2 separate regions of the Rattus norvegicus genome follow, and region 1 is linked to region 2. A link is a contact called in public Hi-C data. All regions are on one chromosome and are shown on one strand. The core of a region is the stretch at or near the end of the contact, and the rest is flanking DNA. Distances in the headings are between cores, read along the strand shown.

Region 1 (7,117 bases), core at 1,162-3,661, 130 kb before region 2:
TCAAAACCAGTAGTGTGAACCGGAGCCCCAGTTCAACCATTGCTAAAGTTCCCACAGCACCTAGCTAGGCCTTGCATACAGTGGGTGGCCAATAAGTGTGGTCTGAATTAGATCAGGACTGAGTTGGTAGCTCTTCAAGGCCCCATCTCTACCGTGCTTTGCTGTTGCCCAGGTCTCACCTTGGTTCCATTCAGCTCAGTTTTCAGCCCAGCAGCCTCTCCTCCCTCTCTCCCTTGCCTCCCCAGAGTCCCCTCTGCACCTGCTTAACACTCAGTTACCATCATTCCACCTCTGCCAGCCGGGAATTAATTCCCCAAGTTACCACTGCATAAAACCAAACTCTCTTTTTATGGTCTCTGCATGTGATGCCCTTTCTTTTTATGCAGGCCCCACCGCACTGCTGGAGAATAAATAAATACAGTGTAACTTTGCGCAGCTTTTATTTACTGCAAGCTACAGACTCCCTGGGTCTGGCCTTACACAGAAGCCCAGCGGTTGTAGCCAGGTGCAGGGAAGGTGAGGAAAAAGGGAGGATTTTGGGCTTCTGACTTCTAAGGTGTGAAGCTCCCTAGATCTTCTGCATATCCTCAGCAGAGTTCTCAGAATCCTTTCTGGTGCGTGCGTGCGTGTTTGAGTGCACATGGGAAGATGTTTATGCGTGATGTCAGAGGTCAGCCTCCATTGTAATTCCATAGGATGCCATCCTATCTTGTTGTAACGTCTTGGTTAATTGTCTAGGTTGCTCACATCATGCCCCGGGAATCTGCCTGCTTCCCTAGCACCAGGGTTACATCCACCTGCCACCATCAACGTCTTTGTTTTACAAGGGATCTCGGGATTGAGCTCAGGTCCCCACATTTGCATGGCCACGCCCTTTATCTATTTAGGCCTCTTCCTGCTCACCTCCTGCTGTCTTAGCAGGGCCCCCAGAGCTGCAACTGAAAGGAGTATCCACTGGGTAAAAAATCACGCCAAGCCCCGGCCTGTAGAGGCCGAGATGGTGCATTTGTTTTTCCCTTTCCACCCCAGGAAAAAGCGCAAGAGAGCATTTCTCTGGGGCTTCCACCGGACGCGGATGCTGATGTCTATAAGCACCCTGGGAAGTGAGCCTCCTACTGGAGTTCAGCCGTCTTTGCACAAACTCCCATCTTGCTTGCGTCTAGCTCCCCCAGGGGGACCTAGATTTTCTGTTTCCACTTTCTGTTCCTGTTTGCTTGGGATCTCTCGCACTGTGTTTTCATCTCTCGCACACTGTGTTTTCCATCAGACAAATGGGAGGATATCTCTGTTGTCCTGTTTCCCACAGAAAGACCTGGTCAGATCAAGTGGCCGCCCTGTGGTTGGGATGGAGGCACCCATCTGAGGAACAAGCCCCAGCTTGATGTTCCTGTTGATTCCTTTGTAATCTATCTACCTTCTGCAGAGTCTACCTCTGCCAACCGCCATCTTTTTTTTAAAAGCAAGCACCTGGGCTGGAGAGATGGCTCGGTGTGTAAAGTGTTTTCCACAAGATCATGAAAACCTGAGTTTAAGCCCCAGAAATCATGCAACAACAACGATGACAACAACAACAACAACAACGGCCAGGCATGGGGGCATGTTTGTAGTCCCAGCTCCGGGGAGAGACAGGAAAATTCCTGGGGCACACTGGACAGACAATCTACCCTAGCTTGTCAGCTCAGGGTCTCAGTGAGAGAAGCTTCCTCAAAAACCAAAGTGGCCTTCACTCCTGAGGCAGAGGCAAGCAGATCTCTGTGAGTTCAAGGCCAACCTGGTCTGTATAGAAAGCTCCAGGCTGTGCTTTGTCTCTCAAGTATTGCTGGGCGTCCTGTTGTCAACCTGCCAGTCCTATCCATGTCCAAGGATTGGTCTTTCAGAGGAGATTGTGGGGTCTGTGGGAACTCTGCTGACTTAAAAGGATTATGGTATCACTCCTCCCGCTGTGACCTAAGACTATGGAGGTAGCTGTCCCCTCTGGGACAGGGAGCTGCCTTTCCTTTCTGTCCTAGAATCCCCCACACTTAAGCTTCTTCAGCCTCTCCCTAGAATCCAGCTCTCAGGGCCCCTGTGGACTCAGCTCCCCTGAGCAGCTGCCTGCTAGCTCACACTTGCTTCCCACCCGTGTGTGTGTGTGTGTGTGTGTGTGTGTGTGTGTGTGTGTGTTCGAGCGCGTGCAGGAACAGCAGAGTAGCTCCAGGGCCAGTTTCCACACCCACCTTTGCAGCTGTCACACATGATGCCACTGTGGCCCTAGCTCCCTGGGGGAACTAACACACAGCCAGGGTGAATCTATATCTGGGGCTTCCCAAATGCTACACCCCCAATCTTGTTGCTCCCCAACCTCCATGAGAAGTTCCCGGAGCTGGGAGAGCAGCTATTTTAGAGATAATTGCTTAATTAGGGGAAAATTACTTAAATTTCAGTGGCAGCATCAGCAGAAGCAGCGGCAGAGATGGTCCTAAAAGCTTGGAATCCAGTTTCCTCAGAGAGGAGAGCTTTGCTCACACCACGCCCATGGCTGCTTCTCCAGGAGGACAGAGAGAGAAGGAGCTGTGTGCCAGGGGCCTTCAGAGCGTTCCCACACACACACACACACACACACACACACACACACACACACACAGTATGCATGCATATGCACGTCTTCCTAACCAAAAGCTTGGCCAAGCCCTGCTAGAAGCCGGTAAACTCCTGTTTTTGTTAAAGGCAGGAGACGGCACGAGTTATGATCAAATAGTTTTCCCTTTAAGCGCATGCCTGTCCAATTCCCAATGCTCTGTGTGATGGTGAGGGGTGGAGCATTAGAAGGTGGTTTCGGTTTAATGGTGGGCCCCTCATAAGTGTCTTTATTAAGAAAAGGCAGGCTTCAGGCTGCGTTAGATGCCTCAGAAGGTAAAGATGCTTACGACCAAGCCTGGTAACCCGTATCCCATCTCCAGCTTCTGTCTGGTGGAAGGAGAGAACTGACTCCCTCAAGTCATCCTCCGACTTCCGCATGTGTGCTGCTGGCACCCATGCTGCACACACAGGGGCAGATGCACACACATCCACAGAGGCACAGAACAAACACTCACAATAAACACATAAGAGGGAAGAACTGAACTTTCCTCTCTCCCTCCCTCCTCCCCCACCCAATACCAACACTTCGATATCACGCTTCAGCCTTTCAGAATATTGAGCTTTGAATGTCAGTTGCTAAACCTGAAACCCAAGCCTACAGTACTTTATTAAGAAGACCAGGCTTAGACAACACTGTGAAAACTGATGGTAAAATCCTGGCCCTGCTGGCTGCCTGGTGCCTGCTGTAGCTACTCAGCTGGGCACCACGAAGAGTGCAAGCACGAACAGCTTGTCCACAGGAGGACACAGACAGCTGTGTTCCAAGAAACGGAGTATGGGGGTGGGGCGGTGCTGACCCCTGAACCACGGTTTGCCAGCATGGAAGCTGACTTGGGGGACACAGCTGCTGTATCAGCTCGAGAGTCCTCAGTGCCATGGGTAAGAGCCTCTGGGAATGGTCCAGCCCTCCGCTAGCCCAGGTGGCTCCCAGCAGGAACTGTATTTGGCTTTGAGGCTGTTGTGGATGTGAATAAGAGCTTTAGGGACATGGAGTTCTTGCGATGTGATCTCCTGCCAGGTATTGAACTCTGAGTGTTTCCATTTTCCTGTCTCCAAATTGATAATAATTGTCACTCCTTCCTGCCAGGGTCACGAAGGTAATGAATTCAGACGGTGCAGGGATGAGGAGCTGCCCTGCATTGTGGGCTGGCTGGCACAGGCTTCCAGGAGCAGGACTTGGGGAAATGAGTTTGGGTGTCAGTGTTTGGACTTCCAAGAATGCTCTTTGTAAAAAAGCTTTTGGGGGTGTCCAACCAGCTGTCTAGGGGCCACGTGCACCCCGGATAGTTATGAAGGCAGCCCAACACACAAAATGATAAACTTGGTTGTCACAGCGTCAGGTTGATTATTTATTTTGCAATTCTTTTAATTATCTGATTTTTTTAAATTATTGTGTATCTGTAGGTGAGTATGTCAGTACAGATTGTGTGTGTGTGTGTGCCACTGAATACGTGTGGAAACCAGAAGACTGTAGGCACACATTTTTCTCTTTAATAAGGTTCAACCTCACCTCTAGCTCACCACCCACCAGAGGTAGTGGGAGAAAGGTTATTAGGATACAGGAGTAGCAGAGCTGCTTAGAAGTAGTTCTTTGGGGGCGATTCCAATCTTCCTTGTTGGGGTATCAGCAGCCCAGCCCTCTAGCAAAACACCAACACAAACCAGCAGCCTCGGTCCAGTCCACTCAGCAATCAATCCCCACTCACAAATCAGCAACAGCAGTTCTATCGAGAAGAAACCACAGGGTCCACCGCTGAAGCCGTAAGCAGCCGCAGGAACTTCACGAGAAGTTCTTAACAGTTGAGTTTCTCTCCACGGAGTCACCACAAGCAAAGCTCAGCAATGCATCGTAAGGTGAACCAGTACATGCGTGTCCTCAGCGAAGAATAACGAGGCAGAGCAAAGGGAACCAGTACTTGAGCTCCCACTGTCTGTAGGGTCATATTTATACTCCTCCATCAAGCGACCTTTCATATGTTTGCAGTATCCAAACATCCTTTCATCTGTGTCTGCTTCAGGAAAACACTCTTTTTCCCATGTGTGCCCTAGCAAAACATCCTTTCACCTGTGTGCTCCAGCGACATGATTTGACATAGCTGACTCTCCAAGGAAGCCAGAAGTTTCCACTTCAGATAGTGCTTTAGCTAGTTCCTTCCATCCATCTTGCTTTTGGAGACAGGACCTTTGCTGATGCTCTGCTCTCCAGCTGACCCAGAGCTCCTGGGCGAGCCTCCTGCCTCACCCTGTGTCTCACCACAGGATGCTGGGCTCATAGCTGCCTACCACTGCATCCAGCCTGTTAAGTGGGTTCTAGGGACTATCATTGGGCCTACATAGTAAACACTTTTACCCTCGAAGCCGTCGTCTGGCTAGCCCACCTGCATGGTCCTTGAGTGTAAATTTTGTTGATGATAATGTGACCCAGAAAAGTCAAAAAGTGGGACAGCCCTGTAAGAGGTCTGTCTCCTCTTCCACCTGAGCCTACTACCATCTCTTCTCCTTTCTAATTGTGATCTTCAGTACCCATTCTGACCGGCTGGCCCCAGGCTTGCAGTGAGCCTTGTCCTGAAGGGAGACACCCTTTTCTGGAAGGTAGCACAAGATCTTTGCCATTTGGGACACCCAGGGCCCACCTGGGTTTGCCTTCATTTCTCCTCTTTCTCCCCTGACTCTCACCTTCCAGGTTGCCCCAAGACAACTCCTCTGACTGCCAGAAGCCCACACACCCTCTTCTAAAGTCCCGCCCCATGGCCTAGAGAGGAGGTTTGGTGTGAAAGCTACAGCATGGTGAAGCCGGACTTTAGAATGAGATATTCATTTCACTCCCAGTGCCGGGAGAGATGGTGTGTGTCTGCTTAAGGGCCAGCAGGCTGCTCAGTGTGGGGAAGCGAGGGGACAGGAGGGAAACTCCAACCAGAACAAGGAACTGGAGATGGTAGAGCCTGAGGGATTGGAACTGCGAGCGCAGGAAGTGGGAGCCAGGAAGCTGGGAGATAGCTCCGTTTGCTGTACGAGGATGTAGATGTGAGCTCGGGTCCTCAGCACCCACATAAAAACTCTGGGCACTACGGCATGTGCCTGTAAGCCTAGGACTGGGGAGATAGAGAAAGGAGGATTCCTGGAGCTTGCTGGCCTGTCAGTGGAACCTAGGTGGTGAGCCCCAGATCCCCGAGTTAGACCTTATCTCAAAAAATAACGTGGGGAGTTGACTGAGGCAGAACCCTGACATGTATCTCTGGCCTCTACACCCATGCACACATGTGTTTATGAACACAAATACATGCGCACACACATACATGCACACACATGCACACACATGAATGCATGCACAGACAGTCAGTCAGAAGCAAGAACTATTTGAGACCCAGGTCCCAGGGGAGCCGCATGCCAGGGCTCAGAAAACTCAGGAAATAGTATCTCACCATGGACCCAAAACCAGCATTAGCATCTCAGTCCTGGGACAGTAGTTTCAACGGGGGGGGGGGGGGCTTCTGCTCATTCTCAAGTGGGAACTGGGGAGCAGGTGGTGTGTGAGTGAGGAACAGGGTAGAGAGTCACGCTGGTGTCCATGTGTTAGTGAGTGGCCCAAGACCCAGACTTCAGGCTCTACCCGGGAAACCATTCCAGTGTGAATCCAGCAGTGTGTGCCTAAGACATGACTCAGCAGCACAAGGTCTAGAGAGAATTACCCCTAAGCCCCAGTCAAATATTTTGTGTGGTTTAAATACTGTCTCGTTCGGTGGCTCTCAACCTTCCTAATGCTTCGACCCTTTGGTACAGTTCTTCATGTCGTCATGACCCCAATGATAAAATTATTCCTTTGCTACTTGATTAACTATGAGTTTGCTACTGTTATGAATACTAATATGGATATCTGACCCTGTGGGGGTTGTAACCCTCAGGTTGAGAAACACTGGTCTAGCTGGTCTGGCTGGACTTTGCCTAGGGAACAGAAGTCACAATGGGAGGTTATCCACTTACTTGGGGAATGAGTTTGGGCTGCATGTCCCCTAACTATCTCTTATGCCTTGTCTGCTTGTCCGATGTGTCCGCTCCTGGGTGCCTACCTAAAGCAGTTGTACAAACTGTCTGCTGTCTTGTCCCTAGAGAGTCTCACTCTTCCCAGAGCCATGCTACTCCTGCAGACATCAGGCAGGTCAGAAACCAGGCTTTTGGGGGTCAGGTTATGCAGGGTCTGGGCCAACGGGACTCTGGTTCTAAGTGAGGCTGGACTGAAAATCAGAAGCCAGCAACAACATGCTCGTTCTTCCTGATCGTGGGGTTCAAGCTGTCACCTCTGCTGTTTGTAGACCTGGCGTAGTGTGTGTGTGTGTGTGTGTGTGTGTGTGTGTGTGTGTGTGTGTGTGTGAGAGAGAGAGAGAGAGAGAGAGAGAGAGAGAGAGAGAGGGAGGGAGGGGCAGGCACAGGCAGAGACACAGACAGAAGAAATGTATGCACATACATGCCTTGAGTGTCTGTGTGTGCATAGGACTTGTGT
Region 2 (7,160 bases), core at 751-3,250:
GAATAGGTCCTCCCCTTAACCACGCGGGCATGAAAGACTGCCTACAAAGACAAGAGAGCACCCTCCCTTTCCTCGTCCTACCGTGGAGATAAAGCGTCTAGATCGGTAAAACGGACGCACCTGGCTGTGCCAAAAGGTCTACTCTTAGGAAGGGCACGAATGCTCTCTGGGGCCTGAGAGGAGCTAACTCAGACTCTTACAGTTACAAGCCTGAGCACTGGACCCAAATGGAGAAATCCAGCAAGATTTCAGACATTAGTACCCACATGAACTCCAGCCCAAGGGCACAGACAGTCTCTCCGCTCGGATTGCTGGCTAAGAAGCAGTTGCTGCAAAACTGACTCTCAGGCCCCCTCTGTGAGCAATCCGTGCAACAACACCCTGAAGAACAGCTGTTCCTGATGGGCTGGGCAGGGCCTGAGCTCTCAAGCGTGTATTGCCGAGTCTGGGGGTTGGAGCTAGGGAGGCAGAATCTTGGCTTCTCGGCGACGGGAGGGGCGTGGCCACCGAGGGGGAAGAGAGCTAGGCTGCCTGCCCCTAAAGCCACTCACTTTTGGGTGAAAAACTCAGCCGCACAGCAAGCACTGGGCCTGGACAGGGCACAGGCTGTCAGGGGAAAAGGCAAAAGCAGCGTTTGAAGTGGACGAATATAAACCCGAAGATAGGCAGGCTGGCTTTTCATCTATTTCCACTAAATGCTCACAGTTCTTTCTTCCAAGGCAGGTGAGGAGAGACCGAGACCGGAAGAGCGATGAGATGTGTTCAGTGCCTCTATTCACTCCACAGCGAGGAGAAAAGGTGGCCCGGACTGGAGAGGATGAGGCAGAGCCCTCAAAGTCACTAAGATGCTTGAAGGGTAAAGACCAGAACAGGATGACAACAGGGGTGTGTCTCTAAAGACCTGGGCTCAGGGGGCATGAAGAGAAAGGTTGGCAAAGGCGAAGGTCCTCATTCCTTCCTTTTCCAGCCAAAATACCGAGCTTGCAAGGCTGACTTCTCCCAGCAGGCTCAGTGCCAGGGACTACACAGTCTTTTAGGAAACCCACGGAAATGTTTTAATTTCTTTTAAAATCAGGGGAAAAATTAAATGAACTTTTAAATGAAAGAAAATGTTTTAATATGTAGCAATATATTTGTTTTCATGCCAACACAGCCGCAAAATATTACTTTTAATATTTTTAATAGAGGAAAGAGCCCACGGAGGTAGAGACGCCTGTTGCCCGTGTATGCAACTGTTAAAGGGGTCTTACAGCTCCTGGCCTTCCCACACCGGAAGGTGCATTCTGCTCCCATTCGTGGGCCACGAGGGAGGACCCCTCTGGCTCTCTCCATTGTGTCTCCGCTGCCAATGTGCCTTTAAAGGGGAGCTCAGAAGAAGAAGAAACAAAGAACGCACGAGTTTGGCACCAGCTTCACTTTTTCAGCTTTCTGCAAGTCCCAGACTTTCCCTTTATCTTGCTCTCCGCCCTGAGCGTTTCCAGACTTTTAAAGAGTCTGACCTAGGAAGGAAAAACTGGAACCAACCGGCTGACCGACACATGCACACACACACACACACACACACACACACACACACACACACACACACACACACACACACCCTTCCCAAACTGTCCTGCCCCGTCATGTCCAGAGGGGTGCTGGGGTCTCCTGCCTATGGGAGACTTGGATGAGGCCTTTGAGGGAGGGAGGGAGGAACGGAGGGAGGGAAGGCTGAAGCTAGAAGACAAGGCCAGAGAGAGCGACTCGCTCGCGGCCCGCACTACTGCCCTCCGGTGGGTCCCGGAGAAGCCAGGCGCCCGCGGCCGCGCACACGGATTGGGTTTCTGCGAGGCTCGCTCCCGGGCCTGGCTCAGGGCCGCCGCCGCCCCCTCCCTGCGCGCAGGCTGCGCTCCAGTCGCGGCCACGGGGTAGCGCTCGGCCCCCCTCTCCGCGTCTCCGCCTCCGCCGCGCTCGTCCCCGGCTCCCGCTGCCCCCGCAGCTCCGGCTCGACGCAGGCAGACTCTGAGGCTCGGCAGCAGAGCGGCTCTTAGGACGCTGAGCCCCGGCAGCCCAGGGCTCTAGGCTCCGCGAGGCAGCGGCTGCCGAGGTGGGCGAGCGGCAGGCGCGGAGGAGGCGCGGGAGCGGCCGCAGAGACTGGGGTCCCCGCGCTGGGCGAAAACGCCGGGCGGCCGAGGCGGCGCCGAAACCCCGGATCCCAGGACTGCCGGCCGGGCTCTCCCGGTGCAGCTCGCGCCGACCTCCATCCCGGGTGCGGCGGAGAGCAGGACCCGCCGGTCTTCTCCTCCCGATCGCCCGCAAGAGGCTCCGCGCCCGAGCACTGGCTGGAACCCGGGTCGCCCAGCCCGGTACCCGAACCGGGCATCTATCCCTGCCCGCAGCTGGCGCAGACATGGGTGCACGGGGCTGCGCGCCGGGCCGTGGGACCCGCAAAGTTTGGTAGTCGGAGGTGCTCAGAGCTTAGGGCGAGCCCCGCACTGAAGCCCCAGGGGACGTATCCCCCGAAATCACTGAATTGGGTGCGAGGACCGTGGAGCTCTGAAGGGTGGCTTGGCCCTGCCAGATGCCTTCTGCAAAGTTAGAAGAGAAGAAAACTTCGGCTCCGGCTCCGGGGAGATTCGGACCGTTATGCTAACCGCGCCCCCGGAGCCCTGCGCCCCATCTCAAAGACACCCGGCGCCCGCGCCTGCCACTGTGTTCTGCTAGCATCCAGTCCCAGGGGCCGGGCGTCTGGAACCGTGGTGACTACGTCGGCCCGGGAGAACCCAACCAGGGGGCGGGGAGGGGCGGGAGGCGGGCAACGTGGCCATCAGAAGGAAGTTTCCTGAAGTTGTCCTCTCATTCCGGAGCTCATCTAGCGACCAGGCCGGATCGCAGGGGTCGCCCTGCCTTCGAGAAGTAGTCTGAGTCGGGGTGCTAAGAAATACAGGCACCCCGAGTTTGAGAGGAGGCTTGGCCTCTTTCTCCTCTCCCCTCGACTTACGGAATAGCCAGCACAGAAAGAGGAGAAAGCATTTGGGGTCGCTGGTGCGGTCCCTACGGTCATAGCGTCCAGGACTTGGCCACGCAGTCTCCCGGGACCCCACAGGATTATAAAGCAACTCGCAAAGAGGAGGGCACAGCAGAGGACCCCTCCGTCAGGATGCCCAGCATGTGGAGGCTGCCGATCTGGACTCTACTGGCCCTGCATCGGATCCACTCAGCCGGGGCCCAAGGTATGGTATGGGCGACTTTCTCCACGTGGAACTGGAGAAGGGGTTCGGGTGGGCGGAAGAGAGGTGTCCCCTTAAGACACCGCGTTTGGCCCAAGCTGGACCATTTCGTGTACGTCTCAATGCTCCCGCTTCTTCGACTTTTGGGGCTCTCTTTGGGGTGGGGCAGTGTCCCCGGTACTTCTGGCCTCTCTGGACCGGAAAGGTGAGGTGGCCAGGGGGAGGTGGAGAAAAGCGGAGGTGCGGTAGGTGGACCTCTATAGATACCCTCTGACTGGGGTAGGAGGGGCGCGTCATTTCATGTCTTGGCTCCACTGAACTCCCTAAGCTCCTCATCCTGCTCGACGTCCGACAGGAAGGGCAAAACCATACCAGGCAGGCACTGGGTAGTCCCGGGGTGAGAAGATGGGGCAGGCAGAAGCTGGGAAGAAGCCGTAGTCGGGGCTCGCTTGATTTTTCCTTCAAGAGCAGCTACTCTACTTGACCACATATGGGAGCCCGCGCCTGGCTGCCTAGCCAGCCGCGGGAGCTGGGGCGGTTTGGCGGCGTGGTCCTGGAGCCCAGTGGCGAGGACAGCGGCAGATCACCCCCACCCCCACCACCGACACACCCAGCGGGCAGCCCCAGCCTTCAGCTTCCACTGCTAGTTGGGTGTCTGGCCCCTGCCGCTTTGATCTGTAGCTACCCCGAGCAGACAGCCTGGCGATGAAGGGCTAGTGGGTGTGCAGAGGGTGTGTTGAAAGGAGGTGTGATGGGGTTGTCCTTCCCCGCCTCCTGAGGCGGACGCCTGCACATCTCTGGGGTCCCCTGGAGGGTCGTGGTAGGCTAGGCTGCACCGAGCTTTCTTGGGTTTGGGGTTCGAAGATCCAGATGGTAGTGGCCGTGGTGGCCGAGCGGCGCCTGCTGGGGGCAAAGGGAGAAGTAGTCTAGATTGAATCCCCAGACTCACCGGTTTAGCTTTAGATCCCTTTGATTTTCCAGACTCACAGGAAGCCAGGAGCCGGGAGTGGGGCCGTGGGGGGACTGGGATGGCGCTGCAATCTCCCTACAGAGCCTTTCTCCTCTTCTGGGGTCCCGGGACCTCAGAAAAGAAGGGTCGCCACCGTGTCCCAAGCCAGGCAAGCGTCAGAGCCAAGATCAGAGATGAAAATGATCCGTTGTCGCTCACGGGGCTGAGGAGAGGACTTTTTACAAGGCAATTTAGGTAAAAGCACTTCGAAATTTTCTAATGAGCGCCATAAATGTAAGGCAATAAAAGTTATTATTTTTATAGTGGTCGTAAAATCTTCCAGTAGGCAGGGACCTCAGAGGTCATCGAATTCTTGTAGCCATTTAACTGATGGGGAAACTGAGGCCCTGTGCAACAAACTTACCTTCCCAAGAGCACTCCGGTACACAGGATAGGTGTTCAGATGGAGACCTGGTCAGTTCTGAGCTTCTTTCTCTAGCGGGTACTTCCGTAGCCTCTCGTCTAGGGTGAGACCGTGGTGAGGCCGTGGGGACCCAGGACAATGGCCTTGACAGAGTTGGAATGGGGTGTCCTCCACTCTGGGTAGCAGGTCAACTTTTCTGAGATGGCCATGGAGGGAGGGGTCTCTGAGGGGTAGCAACCTGTGTGGAACCCTCTAGCTCCACCTTCCTGCAGACTGACTCCACCATGACTGTGTGACTTGTTGGAGGGGCAGGTAGCTCACTAATTGGTCTCCCATCTAGGACCAGGCCCTTGTGGAGTCCCCAGAGCACCTCTCAGTGTGGTCACATCTCAGGCACCTCGTCAGCTGCCCACCTTCCTAAGGTCAAGACACCAGTGTCTTACTGAACTTAATGGCTTCCCGGTCCCATGCCTCTCCCAGGAAGCGCTCCATTCTCCTGACAGGATCAGAGAAGCACTTTTCTGACACCCCCCTACACACACACACACACACACACACACACACACACACACACACACACACACACACACACACACATACTGGTAGCTATTTCCTCTCAGTGCAGGGCTGCCCAAGCCCCTTCTGCTCTGATTATAATCTCTAGCTCTTTGGATGTTTGCTTGTCAGCACTGCCCCCCTCCTTCCATTTGTCGCCCTGCAGAGAATTGTGGGAAGAAAATTTCTGGACTCCACCTGGGGGGTGGGGAGCAATGCTGGGCTGCTATCCAAGGGGTGAGGTTAGGGCACGGGGTCTTTTTTAAAAATCTGCTTTGGGGTTAGGTTGTTTTTTTTTTTTTTTTTTTTTTTGCCTCTAAGTTCCTGCCATTAATTCTTTGAGAAGAGTTAAAACCTCCAGCATCTCTCTGACCCTATAGGGTCTGTCCTGCAGCCAGGGCACACACAGGGATGCCCAGCAGCTGCTTCTCCTTTGAAACAAGTGCCCTGAGGTTGCTCCTGGCGGGTATTATGGAGACTTTTGCCTAGTTCTTTTTCCATGTGCTGCACTAAGCTGCATTACCTGGTTGTACTGAAAACCATCATTCGGTCATTTCTCCTAAAATCAATCTTACGTGATTCCAGCTCGTTTCCCAGACAAAATTCAGTCATCCCATTGAAAAATGCATTCTCTCCCAAACTGGAAAGGAGGGGCTCTTGTGATCTGGCAAAGACAGCTGTGGAGATATTTCTGCAAGACTCTCAGTCACTGGAAGCCTCAGTTTCCCCATCTGTACCTCGGGTGCACTGACTCCCTCTTTGTAGGTTTGGCATGGCTTAGAAGGATTCCAGGGAGAGGCCCCTGCAAGTCCTTCACATACACACACACACACACACACACACACACACACACACGCACGCGCACACACACAGTGAGACACACACACAAAGTGAGAGAGGGAGAAAGAGAGAGAGAGAGAGAGAGAGAGAGAGAGAGAGAGAGAGATGCAAACTTCCTTCTTTGACTACTACGTTGATGTTTCCTGGAGTGGTCCTTAGTGCTCTGAGATCCCGGGAACTAGTCCCATGAAGATTGCCACCATTCCCCCAGGAGCTGGGGTTGGAAGGCCCTGGTTGTATTTCATATGCTGGTAAGCTTGGCCATTGCTAGACAGCATCCTGGCCTGCCCAAGCCACAGGGAGGAGGGCATGGGCTGCCAAACCATCCATTCTAGGAGGTTCTTCAATAGAATTGCACCAGGGGTGAGGGGCGTAGAACAAGAGGGCACTGCGGTTGGATGAACCAGACAGTGGGGAAACCCTGACAGAGGCCTTAGAAACTCTAGTCCGGAAGCTCCCGGAGAGTCCCAAAGGGAGAAAGTTTAGTGCTGGGAGCTAATCACGATAAAAGCCAAACAGCACACGGGGGAATGGGATGAAAGTTTAATTACATGGTGTGGCTAAGCTGTAATTATTAATTACTGACAGCAAAAAATAACTTATTGATCAGGGCCTCTTGCTAATTACCAGGAGGCCTAGTGTCATGCTCGCCCGGGGCTCAGCTGTCAAAAGCTCCCCAGGAGCACGAGCAGGGAGTGGGGAACGGTCCTGCTTCTCCATCCCCTTCTCTTCCGAAGCCAGTCCATCTCTCACCCTGAGTACCCCTTGATGTCAGTCTGGAACCTCTTGGGACAGTGAGATGAGTGATGGAATTTGGTTCTTGCTGCCTCTGGCTATAGAATTTCCCCCTTTGTAGGGTGGGGTCACTCTTGACCCAGAGGCAGAAGCCAAGTCATGCAGGCAGCCTGCACCTGCTGTGAAAACTCTCGCACACACTTGCTTGGCAAACATTTATCGACCACCTCTCCCTTACGTCCTCTACTGGAAGGTGGGAGTAGGGGCCAGGAACCTCATTCCATCAGGGAAGGGAGGCTGGGAAGGAGGCCAAATCCTTTACAGCAGACTGGTGTTTAAGCAGGACCTCAATGGCTGGGTTTAAGATGGTGTGTTAAACTGCATATTGGAACGTTTTTGACCTTGTTCTGTAGGACACAGCTGGGCTGTGAGCTAAAGGAAAGAG

What was found. A called contact is a pair of places that touch in the nucleus more often than the background predicts.
Region 1: a contact with region 2 is called in a Hi-C map of frontal cortex, with 2.1 times the contacts expected there. The contact joins the enhancer-like site here to the promoter of Sdk2 in region 2. A contact is called at or near these places in 2 of 12 Hi-C or Micro-C datasets (Schwann cells and frontal cortex).

What each region holds. Positions count from the first base shown.
Region 1 is chr10:99,722,630-99,729,746 of GRCr8, reverse strand. No RefSeq gene overlaps it. Among named protein-coding and RNA genes, the nearest start is that of Sdk2, 120 kb to the right of the region's middle. Within about 2 kb of position 2,411, at least 10 of the 93 cell types and tissues checked have an H3K27ac peak or open chromatin away from gene starts, as enhancers often do.
Region 2 is chr10:99,596,523-99,603,682 of GRCr8, reverse strand. It overlaps Sdk2 (sidekick cell adhesion molecule 2), which reads left to right and starts at 2,000. Exons shown (of 44, transcript NM_001413325.1): 1 at 2,000-3,215. The coding sequence starts at 3,143.